Linked DNA regions of Danio rerio: region 1 is linked to region 2. Evidence: chromatin contacts called from public Hi-C data. All regions are on one chromosome and are shown on one strand. Each heading gives the region's core, a stretch centred on a gene start, on an enhancer-like site or on the middle of the called end of the contact. The rest is flanking DNA. Distances are from core to core; before and after follow the strand shown. Region 1 has its middle 9.4 kb from the start of nsd1b. Region 2 holds the start of zgc:77151.

Region 1 (6,754 bases), core at 1,513-4,012, 310 kb after region 2:
TAATGCAATTTAGAACACTTGTAGTGCATTTGAGTTGGGATAGAGGTTGGGTTATGAACAGGTTTGGTGGCATGGACAGGTTTAAGGGTGGGTTAAGGTGTGAGGGATGGTCAACAGTGTATTTACAAATGTAATTACAAAAGTTAACTACAGATGTAATTACATACATGTATTTAATCAAGCATAAGTAAACAGTAAATACATGCATTTACACAATAAGTACATTGTAACAAACCATTAATTCCTGTGTAAGTACATATTAATTAAGGTCACTTCATATAAAGTGGGACCAAAGTCAGTATTTGACATCAATATGACGTTGGTTTAAGATGTTGGCTCAACATTATATTTTGGTCACTTTCCAACACAACCTAAAAATCAACCAAATATCAATGTCATTTAACCTCATTATTGGATGTCAAAATAATTTTGTCCTTAGATTCTGGGAAGACATTGAATTTTGGTCACCTGACGTCACAACCAAAATCCAACCTAGTATTAACGTCTTATGATATTGTGAATCTGCTGGGTAATTACACACACGGTCAACACTCTCATCAAGTAAATGAGTTGTTTTTTAAAAGGTTATACATTTGAATGTTCAAATTGTAACTTGTTTAATTCTAATTTTGCTCAATTTTGTTTCTAGTTTAACAGAACACGTGTTACCAGCTCTTTTCAGTTGACGATGCTTCCACTGGATGCACAGTACCTTGCCACAGAGATATTACATTTATAACCCCTATGATTTTTTTTAATACTCATAAACAGTTAAAAAAATAGGTCCCACTTTATTTTAAGTTTCCTTAACTACTATGTACTTACATCAAAAAAATAAATTCAATGTACTTACTGTGTTTATAATGTATTTGAGAACACTTGTGGTGCTTTTGAGTTGGGATAGAGGTTGGGTTATGAACAGGTTTGGTGGCATGGGTAGGTTTAAGGGTGGGTTAAGGTGTAAGGGATGGTCAACAGTGTATTTACAAATGTAATTACAAAAGTTAATTACAGATGTAATTACATATATGTATTTAATCAAAATTAAGTACACAGTAAATACATGTATTTACACAATAAGTACATTGTAACAAACTATTAGTTCCATTGTAAGTACATATTAGTTAAGGCCACTTAATATAAAGTGGGACCAAAAAATATATGAAAGTGTAACTAACTGCTACACTCCTTACAAACTACAACTACAAAAACTGGATGAACTCTTAATTTAATTGAGGGCAGGATTTCCATCCAATAAATTTGTTTAGAACCAACTAAAATAAAAAATATTTACACAATTAAATTAAATTCAGTTGGTCCAACATGATTTTATCAAATACAAGCTTAAATACATTTGTGTTTTTATTTAATTTAAACTTAAAGGTCTGAATACATCATGTATGTACTTTGTCATACATTTTAGTCTCTTTTATTTATTTTTTTTTTTTATTTGAAGTTATCCTAAATTAACTAAATGAGACATTTTTGAGCACATTACACATACAGTTGATTGAGACTGATCTCAGAACTAATTTTAAGACAGTTATTGCTCACTGAGCAAAGCAACAAACTTCATTTTTGCTAATTAAGCTGCTAACTCCCAAAGCAAGAGTGCATCTCAAAACTCAAAGCATTACATGAAAGTCTTCTAAATATTTAAACTAAAGTCAAGATTAAACTCTTAACAAGTCTTTCTATTAACTTTAACCACCTAACATTACTTTTATTGTCAACATTTCCATCTCTTAATTTAATCCCACGCTAAGCATGCTGGAACTACAAATCCTCTAACCAGATAGTTGGAGCAACACAATTCCTTCTTGTTGTCCCAACACAAAATGTTTAAATTATTTTAACGGTTTACAAATTTAAGTGGACTGAACATAAAACAAATAAACTGGCCAAAGAAATTACACGAGTTGTGTTGTTTCAGCTTATTTTAAAGAGGCAGTTTGAACAAGCAGGAGTCATCTTTTTTAGTGTAGTTTTGTCCTTCATAATCACTAATGGATGAGACACAAATGTAAGTATAATCTTATCAGCTGTGCATTTCAGATGCAGAAAAATCTTAGTTAAACAAAAGGCTTCATTTTTCATAAACATTAATATGCGTTGATAGCTTATTTAAACACAAAACAGTAGCTATTGACTTCAGAATGATCGTCATAGTGCGTCTATAAATAAAAAAGCGATTGACTCCATCTAGTGGAGAAAATTACTCTCTGCCTCAATGTAAATCCACAGATGGCAGCAGTTTGAAACACATTCTGAATCATGACCAAAGACAAAACAGGACGTAACCCTTCATAATGAGCTTAAGACGTCATTCGTCACAGTCTTTTGAATCAAGTGTAGCATGCAAAATATAATTTCCTTATCCACATGAAGTCAAATTACAGGCCTGAACTTGAAATATATCATTAACTATGTATTTTTTGGTTTAAAACCTACTGTTTACGTTCCTTAGCCACAAAAAGTGAACAGTTTGCTGTGCATTTAGTTTCTGTTAGCTTTTGTGCAGTAAATATACAGTCTTTGTTTGTACAATAAAACTCTGAATGACTCGTTTATTTCCTTAAGTCTTTCTCAACCACTCATGGTTTTACTTGCCAGTTCATGCTATCATTTCACGACTGTTTAAAAGGCTGTGTATAAGGGAGGATGTGGAAAAGGAAGGAAGCGGTGAGGCAGATAGAAAGCAGGAGAGAGCTGTCACAAATGAAGACAGCTGTCAGCTGGGATGGTGAGGGTCAGAGGTTAAGGAGGAAAACAACGGGGGTGGAGAGTGGAATCTCAAACAACAGGAAAAGACTTCTACACACAGACTCAGACATGCAGGCCTCCGGAACTCTCTTTGAGAAATGGTGACAACCAGGCTCCTTCGGCAGATTAGCTGCTCTGTATTAGCATATGGCGCCGTGTAGCCTTTACTCAGGACACTCCGTATTTTTCCATTTTCTGTCAGATGGAAAAACTCTCATAGACTGTTTAGAGGTAGTCCAGACTTTACATAAAGAATCAGAAAATATGACAAATGTACTGATATGGTCTTTTAAACATGGACACACATGAGTGTATTCAAATCCTAGTAAAATGTGGCATTTGGGACAGGCCCAAGGCAGTGTGGTCTCCTTAAAATCTTTTGTTGAGTTGTGCTGCCCTCTGCCTGTGATATATGTTACTAGTTTTCATAGTTTGAAGTGTTAAAGGGCAGCTAGTCTACCTCTTTTTTAAGATTTAATATTATGGTTCTTCAGAGTGTGCAAGTTTAGTTCAAAACACAATTTAGATTTTGTTATTTTATAGTGTTAAAAATTTTGGGGGTGTGTACACAGGTCGTTGTTTTAGGGGAGTGTTGCTTCACATGGAAATTAGTTTCTACTTCCCGCCCAACTTAACAAGGAGCCGAAGCCACAGATAGCCGCGGACTTGCGGCGGCAATGTGTGTACCACGATAGAAACCTATGTTTAGAATTCTAAAATGCATGGCACTGCGTGGCACGACGCTGCACGTCGCTGAACTGGGCTTCTGGTGTGCGACCAGAGCTTAAGCCAAATTTGTTATTTCCAATAAAGGGAGGGACGTGCACGCACTTTCCAGCCGCACCTAGTTGAGATGACAGGGAGCTTCTGTGATCGAGGGAAATGCAAACAGCTCAAGTTTAAGGAAGACGCAATGAAAAGTACACATTTGCAAACCCACCTAAAGTTACAAACAATGGTGCCAATGAGAGCGATCTTGTGTTGAGCCCAAAGAGCTTTACATATAAAAATAAAGCAAGGGTGTTCCTTTGGTGACATCGCTTTGACTCACACACTGAAAATGGCAGATGTAAAACAACAAACTGAGGATATGGTAATGCACTCCTGTCAATTGGTAGGTGGGGGGACTGCACTCCTACCTCAAGTTGCGGTCGATCTCAAAACCACTCCGATTGGTCCACCGTTTTTTGTTGTTAACTTAAAAAAAAGGACTGGGTGTGTTTATATCACCCCAATATGACAGTCTATATACTTTATCTACACATATGTCTGTCCAAACTGCTTGAAAAGTAGATTTTTCAGCATAGGTGCCTTTTCAGTAGGCCTATAATTAAACAGCTGGTTCCATTCAGAATGGCTGATGCTGATCCTTATGCCCTAATCCCTCCTGAGGGTCCCTCTGAAGAGACTAGAGTATAGGAATGAGCACCTCCATATTTAATGCAGTGTGTAACTCCTAACAACTACCTGCAAAAAGGATCATGGTCTGAAGTGTCTATCAGTTGTATCCTTTAAAAATCTTCATTTCAAAGGGCCATTCGAAATTTTCCAGTTTTGAGCACTTCCATTTGGAACGACACTTCAATATGGTAGCCATGATTGTTGTTTTTTATCCAAAGTGCCCTTCAGAGGGCAATATATATATATATATGATCAGTATCACACTTATAGCAGTGCGATATGGCTGTATATCAGCACTGGTGGGAGGCATGCATTGACTCAAAGCCAGAGGCGGAGTGCCTTAATCACCCCCACCAGTGACGATATACAAACTTATTGCACTGTTACGAGTGGGATATTGCTTTATACAACAGTTCGAATGATCGTGTGTTAAAAGAAAATCAAACACGGTGAGTTTAAAAAACCCTTTTGTACGAGGAACTACTTTCTTCTGCCACTCATTTACATGCAGCTGACGTCAAAACAGCAGAAACTGTTGCTCATTCACCAACGTCACTTTAGAGCTAATATTGAATGATTCTCTAGCGTAATGTCTAAAGTGATGATAAAACGTGATTTTGCTCACATTTCAAGATCTACCGAGACTCAGAATGTCCCAGATTTATTATGATTTGATCAGCTGTAGTATGAAATTTAAGCTAGGAAAATCCTGTTTTCTGACTTATTTTGCAGTGTCTGTCACCATCTTGTGGTGGAACGTCAACCGTCACTTTCTTTGATCTGCTCAGACAGTCTGATGGCGGCCGATGCACTAAATCCAATGCTCAGAAATTATGATTTTTTAAAAATGGGCACCATCTTTAAAAATGAACTGCATAGTTGCAATCTAAACAACTACATTCTCGACTAGAAAAGCCTGAAAAAGACATTATGTTGTCCAACAGGAGCAATATTTGTCAAACTGTAGAGTGTCTCTGCTTGTCCCTGTATATATCCCATATGGGAAAACAGACAATGTAACACTTTAATTATTAAAATTAATCTAATGGAATAGTACAGTATAATTAAAATTTGCATTCAGATTAATTTCAGAGCAAAATTATTTTAACCACATTTATCCTTGAAATATCCAAGCAATAGTTTTGTTTACTGTTGTTGCTGAGCACAAAATAAGTCTACCAACTGATTAACAGACATCTTGTGATCTAATTAATTACCAAATGACAAATAGTCTACTGAATGACTGTTTAAGGGTTAATAGGTCAAGGTTGAAATAAATTTCCACTAGGGGGCATAAGCAAAAAACAGCATGTGATCTGCTGGACATCTATTAGAACATATTTGTAACTTTGTGTGGCCCTAAAATTAGCCTTACATTAGGATTATATTATGTTTTTTGGCTAAAATGTTATGTTTGCATGTAATTGTTAATATTGTTGTTTTTGGATAAATCATTTGAATTTGGTTGTAAGGGTTGTTGACATGATGTTTTATTTTAACTGTCACACATGACAAAAATGAATATAATTAGTATTATCAAAATTTAAAATGTAGTAAAGGGTTAAACATTTCTTCCATGAACCTTTTCTTATAAAAACTGCTGTGTTATTATTTTGAGCCATATTTCAAACCTGTTCTAAGGTGTGACTGCCACAAGCTTAGTTCAGTAAATTACAGCTCTTATTAATTGAAAAGGAAACTGGGTTTGGGTGGTTCGAAAGACCCACCCCTAACTGACAAAGGTCCAGGGTTAGTCCCATACATGAGTTAATTTTACTACTATGCCATCATAGTGAAAATAATCTAGCGAAAACCCATCAAATTAAAATTTACTTTGAATATAATTGTTGTTATCAATGAATTTTCAAATGTATGTTTTTTTTACAAGAGAGGCTAGAAAAATGAAGCTCTACATTATTGTTATTATAATTACTATTATTAAAATGGTCAAATTCTGACTGAGGAAAGTTGAATGTGGTCAGTTTGTTATTTATATTTTGCCAAATAAATGACAATAGGCTTGTTTTTATTTAAAATGGACTCTTATTTTTTCAATGATACAGTTGAAACCAGTGAAGTTTACATACACTCTTGAAAAAGGAACATAACTATTTTTTAAAAAAGGTCTGTAAATCAAACATTTACTATTTTAGGTCCGTTAGGATTACCTAAATGATTTACATTTACTAAATGCCAGAATAATGAGAGAATTTTTTGTTTGAGAATTTTTTATAAATTTCTAGACAGTCAAAACTTCTACATTCTACATTTCTTTGGTATTTTTTTAGCTTTGCTTTTAAACTGTATAACTTTGGTCACATGTTTTGGATATCCTTCTACAAGCTTCTCCTAATAGTTTTCTGAAATTTTGGACCATCCCTCCTGACAGAATTGGTGTAACTGAGTCAGATTTGTTGGCTGTCTTGCTCGCACAAGCTTTTTCAACTCTGCCCACAAATTTTCTATAGGACTGAGATCAGGGCTTTGTGATGGCCACTCCAAAACATTCACTCTGTTGTCCTTAAAGTACATTTTAACTAATTTGGCAGTAAGCTTAGGGTCATGGTCTGAATGAATCCCATTTGTGGCC
Region 2 (6,999 bases), core at 1,303-3,802:
ATTTCTTGAAACTGTTACCAGCACACTAAAAAACTAATTATTATAACCCAAAGCACTACAAAATGCTACAGGCTAACTGGAATACATTTGATAAGACTTTTAAGATTACAAAATAATTATAAAGATATTTTTGCCAAAACCAAATATTAGTTTGAATGGGAAAATGCATACTATGTAAATAAACTAGATTACAGCGAGATCTGTTCTTTATTTATTAGTTATTGGCATCCATCGCAGGGTTTAAAAATATTAATAAGGTAAACAGTTTATAATGCAATATGCTCATAAAAATTACTTTAGCTTCTTGTTCAAGCTGCTCATTTAAAATGAGTTGAAACAACACAATCGGGTTGTGTTCAATCCACTTGTAAAAGTTATTTTGTTAAATAATCGATTTGTGTTAGGACTAGGCATTGGGTCACGGTAAGATTATGACAGTATGATACTATTGGATAAAAATATCACAGAAGTATTACAGTATTGCGATTACGGCTCGAAAATATATTCTTTTTGAATGCTGGAGTAAAAAACTAAAACTTTTCTTCCCATTTGAACACAATACACCTTGTTTTTTGAAAGATTTCTAATCTTTTGGAGCAGTAAACATGTCAGGCTAAATAATTCAAACGAATCAGACTTCTGCTGTATTCACTAGTTTCTATTACACAGATTTCTTTACGATTTAAAAGGCCATCATTGAATATTTTTTCTGTTGAAGGCACTGCTGTCTTAAAAAAACAAACTAAAAGTGAAAAAAAAAATCTTACACATACCATGGGAACGGTTTTACAGCAGATTTTGGCGGTTTTAAACTTGACTTTTCTAAACCATGGTATACCTTAAAAAAAAGATTATCGTCCCATAACCTATTTATAGGGACAAGTAGGGATTGTGTGGATCCCAAACTTTTTTTAAAGTGTATGCACATGTGCACATATTCCCCGCATTACATTCACACAAACAAAGCATTATATGTAGTGTTTTCCACAGAAACAGGTTGGGTACAGTATATCCTCCTGAAGGAGGCCTGAGCTTGACAGACTTACAGTATTTTAACTTTGGCTGTCAATCACAGAGCTGCTACCCGAGTCAGACAGTCATGGGTCAGTCAGTCAGTCAGTCACCATTGCCCCACCCCCACCGGTAACCCACATATTCACCCAAAAACTGACCAATCATAGGACACAAAACTCGGCGTCCACATGTCGAGCGCCTACTGGTAAAACAGAGAACTAGTCTTGCAGTTCAACCACAATACACATCTGACTGTCAACTTTTTACTTTACACTCCAACAAACACCAAAGTGAGTATAACTTAAAAACAAAATAAACAATAATAATAAAAAACACACATAAAGAGCAAGAGAATGATTTATAAAAGACAACCAAAATGACCTTGGAGCTTTTGCTTCGCTAAAAAATATTTTTATTTATTAGTACTCAAATTAAACAAAGGATCACATTATAGACGATCTGATGATGAACAGTGTTCATAATATTTATATAAATAATCTTTTTAATAATAACAACCACGATAAACAACGTCCTCAATCCGGGTGTTTTCCGATGGTTAATAATACTGGTATTCATTCAATATGAACAACATATTTTTGTCAACTTCCGATTGCCACATACATAAAGGTCTCATATATCAAGACAAAAAAAACGTAAGCTAGTGCTGCTATATAGCTAAGCAGACCTAGCAAACACGAATGATATTGTATTAATAATAAATAAACCAATACAAAATAAACAATATTAGCCTACATTAATCCAAAATAACACCGCAGGCTCGGTAAACAATAAGCTTAACGAAATAACTTCGTAATCTCAAATAAAAATCAGCAGCTCCACCAAGTTTACCTCTTCCTAGAAGTTTCATTACCACGTCATTTTCAATATCGTGCTTAAAACTGGCGAGATGAAATCGATTTCATCGAGATAAAGAAGTCGACGGATCGAGAAATAAACGCAATGCTTTCCCTTTAAATTCGCGGGCTTTATTAGCGTCGCATTTATTAGAAAAATAAACAGAAATCTGTTTGAGAAATGTGGGGGTGGGGGTAAGAGGGAGAATCTATGTAGTCAACACGACACACAAAGAAATTAATCATTAACGTGGGGGAAATCGAAATATTAAACGCACGCGTTCTTGATATTGGGCTAAATCTTTACACAAAACGCGACCAGGAAAATTCGGACGCGTCAGAAACGCCACAAATAAAAGTTTCTCGCCAATATAGACAAGGCAATATTTCCAAGCGTTCGCCTGGCTTGATTGGAGAGGAATCAATTCGGCATTTTAAGCGAAGTTCAAATATTACGACGTGTCGAGGGAGCATCTGCTGCAAAATAAACACGCTTGTAATTAAAAACAAAGGGGCAAATTTGGAGCTCGCGCGCCGGAGCCCCGAGCCGCAACAAAGTAACAGTTTAAAGTTGTAATTCAGTTTACCTGTATCGTACTCTGCTCCATTGCAACTCTACATTCCCTTATCCCTCTCGATGCCCCCTATCAAGTTACACAGCCGGGTACTAACAGCACCGGCACACACATAAACGTAGCTGAAGAAAAGCTTGTGCTTTTTTGTGAAAATAGGGCAGGATCTAGGTGTGGCTTAACTCCGTTTGCCAAAAGAACTTTAATATATGTTATGTATCGCGCACTAAATTGCCTGTTTAAACACGCTCGCCGCTTAATTTCACCCGGTGACTGACAGTGATCGTTAAATGCAGCACTATTTCAATATGGAGCCTTGAAATCCCTATTTCAAGACAATATATATTTAAGTGCGGTACAGAGCATGCGTGCTCTGCTTCAGCGAAACTGCTGATTTTTGACCACGTAAAATAAATACTTCGGCTTCTTAACAATTTTAATGATTGCCTTGGCGTGAAATGTTTCAAATTAAGCATCATATATTGATTTTAAAAAGCACAATAGCTGCTGTGATATATAATGCTTGTCTGTCGTATATATAGGGGAGATTTGGTTGTTTTTAGTCTTGTTGGCCATCACGGTCGTCTGACGGTCGTCTGAATGAGATTGCGTTTTTAAATGTTAAGTAGATATGGAGATATTTTAATAATGAACAATATAAAATGAGCTATTTTTGTTCTCCAGCAGGGGGAGTGCGCACGTGATCATTTTCACGAGACAATGGCTGTGACATTTTATTAATTTTTATTTTTTTTTGCTCTTGCTGACATCAGAAACCTGAAATGCATGGAAATATGGTCGACTCGAGGTTGTTTACGCTGTAGAACTGCCAAACATCTTTAGGATTGTACATGATTATATAGTATTATTTAACAAATGGATATTGGATGAAGGAGCTCAACTAATTTTTGAAGGGAAAGGGAAACGTATTCAATTGCAAAAACACACACTACATTTTTTTTTAGCTAATTTGTTATTGTGTATTGAGGAATAATTGATCAAAATAAATAACAATGCTATTAGTTTTGAACATGAGCTTCATATATTAATTTTAATATTGATTCTTTCATTTGAAAACCTTAATAAAATAAAATTTTATTGAAACTAATGAAGTTCAGGGTGAGTGTGTACATGATAATTCTCTTGAAATAACAGATGTCGTTTTTTTCAGCCTTTTCCAAGGGTTTATTTTATTTTTTAAAACCTTTATAACATAAAATAATCAATATTAAAATTATTATATGAAGTTTATTTGAAAGTCTGATAAGCTGTTTATAATTTTTATAATACACAGAATAGTTTATTTTGCAAAAAACAAAAACATGATTGGTCAAAAAATAATAGACATTTAGTCAGTTTTGGAAATTAACTTAATTATTTTTTTAATAATTTATATTATTCAAAATAAAATAATCACTATTAAAATGAATATATTAAATTAATTTGCAAAATTGATCAAATTTGCGTTGTTTCTCAGAATTCATGTATTTTTTTCTCATGCATTGAAAAATTTATTTGCAAAAATTAAAAATAAATAAATAATAATGTTTAATGTTAAATAAAAATGTTTTGCAAAATAACTTCTTATAAATGTTTAATGTAGATTTTTATATAAAACCAAAATAAAACTGTTTTTCATATAAAACATAAACAAATAAACAACACATTTTTTTACATAAATAAAACATTGTTATTAATTTTCACAAATCATGTTTTCTGTTATCGTGCATAAAAGATTTCTTTAGCAAAACCCAATTGATCAAAATTAATAATTAATAAAAATATTTTGACGTAAGGTAAACTTTATTGTCCCATGTCAGGGAAGTTAGTCTTGTGTCTATTACCCTTGCTGCAGTTATACAAATTAAGAGTTTCAAACTGCACACAATAAAAAAAAAAAAAAAAAAAAAATATATATATATATATATATATATATATATATATATGTACACACACACACACACACACACACACACACACACACACACACACACACACACACACACACACACACACATAAAAGTGATCTTACTGAACATATATACAGGAGCCTGATAAAAATGCTCATTTTAGAGAAAATTATATACTTATTTTTAACTTGAATTAATTACCTTTAGAAATTAGGTCAAATTAGAACAAACTATCTATCAGTATACAAATTAGCTTACATGTAATAATTTTAATAAATTGCTATAACAATTATTTTTTTTGTTATTAAACGATTATTTTTGTATTTTGTTTTATTTCATTTTTGGAACTGATATAGTTTGTTATTCGTCCTCCCCCGTGATCTTCACCCTGTGCTTGTGGCAGAACAAATGTTGAGGTCCATCAGAGACAGCAGGACGTCACACTACAGCTGCTCACTGTCCCTGCGTTTACATTTGCACTTCTGCTTTTATTATTGCGGATGGCGGTCGAAGATCTAGTGAATCTTATGAAACTAGAAATAGCTTTGATTTGGTGAACCTTCAACCACCCAAATTCATTTTAGGAATAATTTTACAATGTCATTTGAATAAAATGATCTTAAATGTATTCATATATTTATTTATTTTTGTTAAAAGACATAGATTCACTATTTTCTGATACATTAAAATTAATAAATTAATAAATAGGTTTTTGGATAAAGGTACACCAGCGTATTTGTTTGTAATCTATTTTTTAATTACTTTAATAACAATAAAATGTTTTATTAATAGCAATATTGTTGTTTATATACAGTCAAAGTCATAATTATTAGCCCCTCGTTTTTTTTCCCTATCTCTGTTTAACAGAGAGAAGAGTTTCTCAAAATAATAGTTTTCAACACATTTCTAAACAAAATAGTTTTAATAACTCATTTCCAATAACTGATTGATTTTATCTTTTTCATGATTACAGTTATTGATATTTGACTAGATATTTTTCAAGACTCTTCTTTACAACTTAAAGTGACATTTAAATGCTTAACCAGGTTAACTAGGTAAGGGTAATAAGGCAAGTTATTATATAACGATGGTTTGTTCTGTAGACTATCAAAAAAAAAATACAGCTTCAAGGGGCTAATAATTTTAACCTTTAAATGGCTTTTTTAAAAATTAAAAACTGCTTTTATTCTAGCCGAAATAAAACAAATAAGACTTTCTCCTGAATAAAAAAAAATATCACCAGACATACTGTGAAAATTTCCTCACTCTTATTTGTGAAATATTTAAAAAATGAATTGTGGGAAAAATCTAATAAAATACTAATACAATATTAATCTGCAGTTAAAACAAAAGTCTTACTGGAATGAATTTAATCTTAGTAAAATTGGATCAATCTTTATATTCATTTTTGAGACACCCATTTCATTAAAAACATGGGTAAAATTTTTAAACAATTAATATAATTTTAAAGAATAAAACAAATATTAACTGCTAACTCAGACAAACACCTACTTTGTTATAATTAATAACATTGAAAACTATAATTTAGTTATACGCTCACAATATTAGTAGGAATATATTTGAACATAGAAAATTACAAAGTAATAGAAAAAAGCATTATTGTTTTTATATTACTAATAAAATCATATTAATACTGCTTTCATTTAGCCTACACTCTCAGAAATAAAGATATGCAAACTGTCACTGGGGTGGTACCTTTTCAAATGGTGCACATTTGTACTTAAGGGGGTCATAATGGTACCTCAAAATTATATAATATAGTACCTACAATTTTTAAAGGAACACTTTTGTACTTTTTTAAGGTACTAATATGTTGCCTTGACGGATTAATATGGACCTTTCAGGTACAAATGTGTACCATTTGTAAAAGTACCACCCCAGTGACAGCTTACGTAGGCCCTACCTTTATTTCGGAGAGTACAACAATCATATACTCATATTATTACTGATAATAATAAAACGAGAGCAATAAAGGCCTTGTATATATTGAGGAATTGAATAATTCCAATGGATTTATACTTTGCTAAAATTATAATAAACAGGCTACGTAAAACATTTTAAAGCATTAATGAATTGTGACATTAGGCTCTCAGTCAAGGTCAGATGTTTGTTATTTTGCGCATGCTCTAAATATCAGCACCGATGCTCAAATACCCAATGTAGTCGTGTGATTATAAGTATACTTTAATAACATTAAAAGTTAAAAATCTGATTGGAGTTTGCATTTCTATTCTAAAAGTAAAATGGCTCTCAAGCACATAGAAAGCGGGATTTTAGTGCATTAATGAAACCTCACGAGGGCGCTGTTGTCAATGCTGAATCTGCACTCGCGCTCTTAAAGGGCCAGTTCACCCCCAAAACCAACAATCTGTCACCATTTTTCTCCAGAAGAAAATATATTACCAGACATACTGTGAATATTTACTGACTCTGTTAAACTTCATTGGAGAAATATTAAAAAAGAAAAAAAATTCAAAGGGGGGCTAATAATTCTGACTTCAATTGTATGTTGCACACTGTAAGTTTAAATAAAATATAAAAATGAATAGTGGGAAAATCAATTATTCATTTACCTTCAGCTTAGTCTATAGGTCTTAAACTCAACTCCTGGAGGGCTGCAGCTCTGCA

What was found. A called contact is a pair of places that touch in the nucleus more often than the background predicts.
Region 1: a contact with region 2 is called in a Hi-C map of hematopoietic stem cells, with 2.6 times the contacts expected there. The contact joins the enhancer-like site here to the promoter of zgc:77151 in region 2. A contact is called at or near these places in 1 of 18 Hi-C or Micro-C datasets (hematopoietic stem cells) and 1 of 4 datasets of contacts at active chromatin or transcription factors (embryo).

The regions. Positions count from the first base shown.
Region 1 is chr21:41,002,234-41,008,987 of GRCz12tu, forward strand. No RefSeq gene overlaps it. Among named protein-coding and RNA genes, the nearest start is that of nsd1b, 9.4 kb to the right of the region's middle. Within about 2 kb of position 2,763, at least 37 of the 62 cell types and tissues checked have an H3K27ac peak or open chromatin away from gene starts, as enhancers often do.
Region 2 is chr21:40,688,057-40,695,055 of GRCz12tu, forward strand. zgc:77151 reads right to left here and starts at 2,553. Exons shown (of 10, transcript NM_205565.2): 1 at 2,456-2,553. The coding sequence starts at 2,476.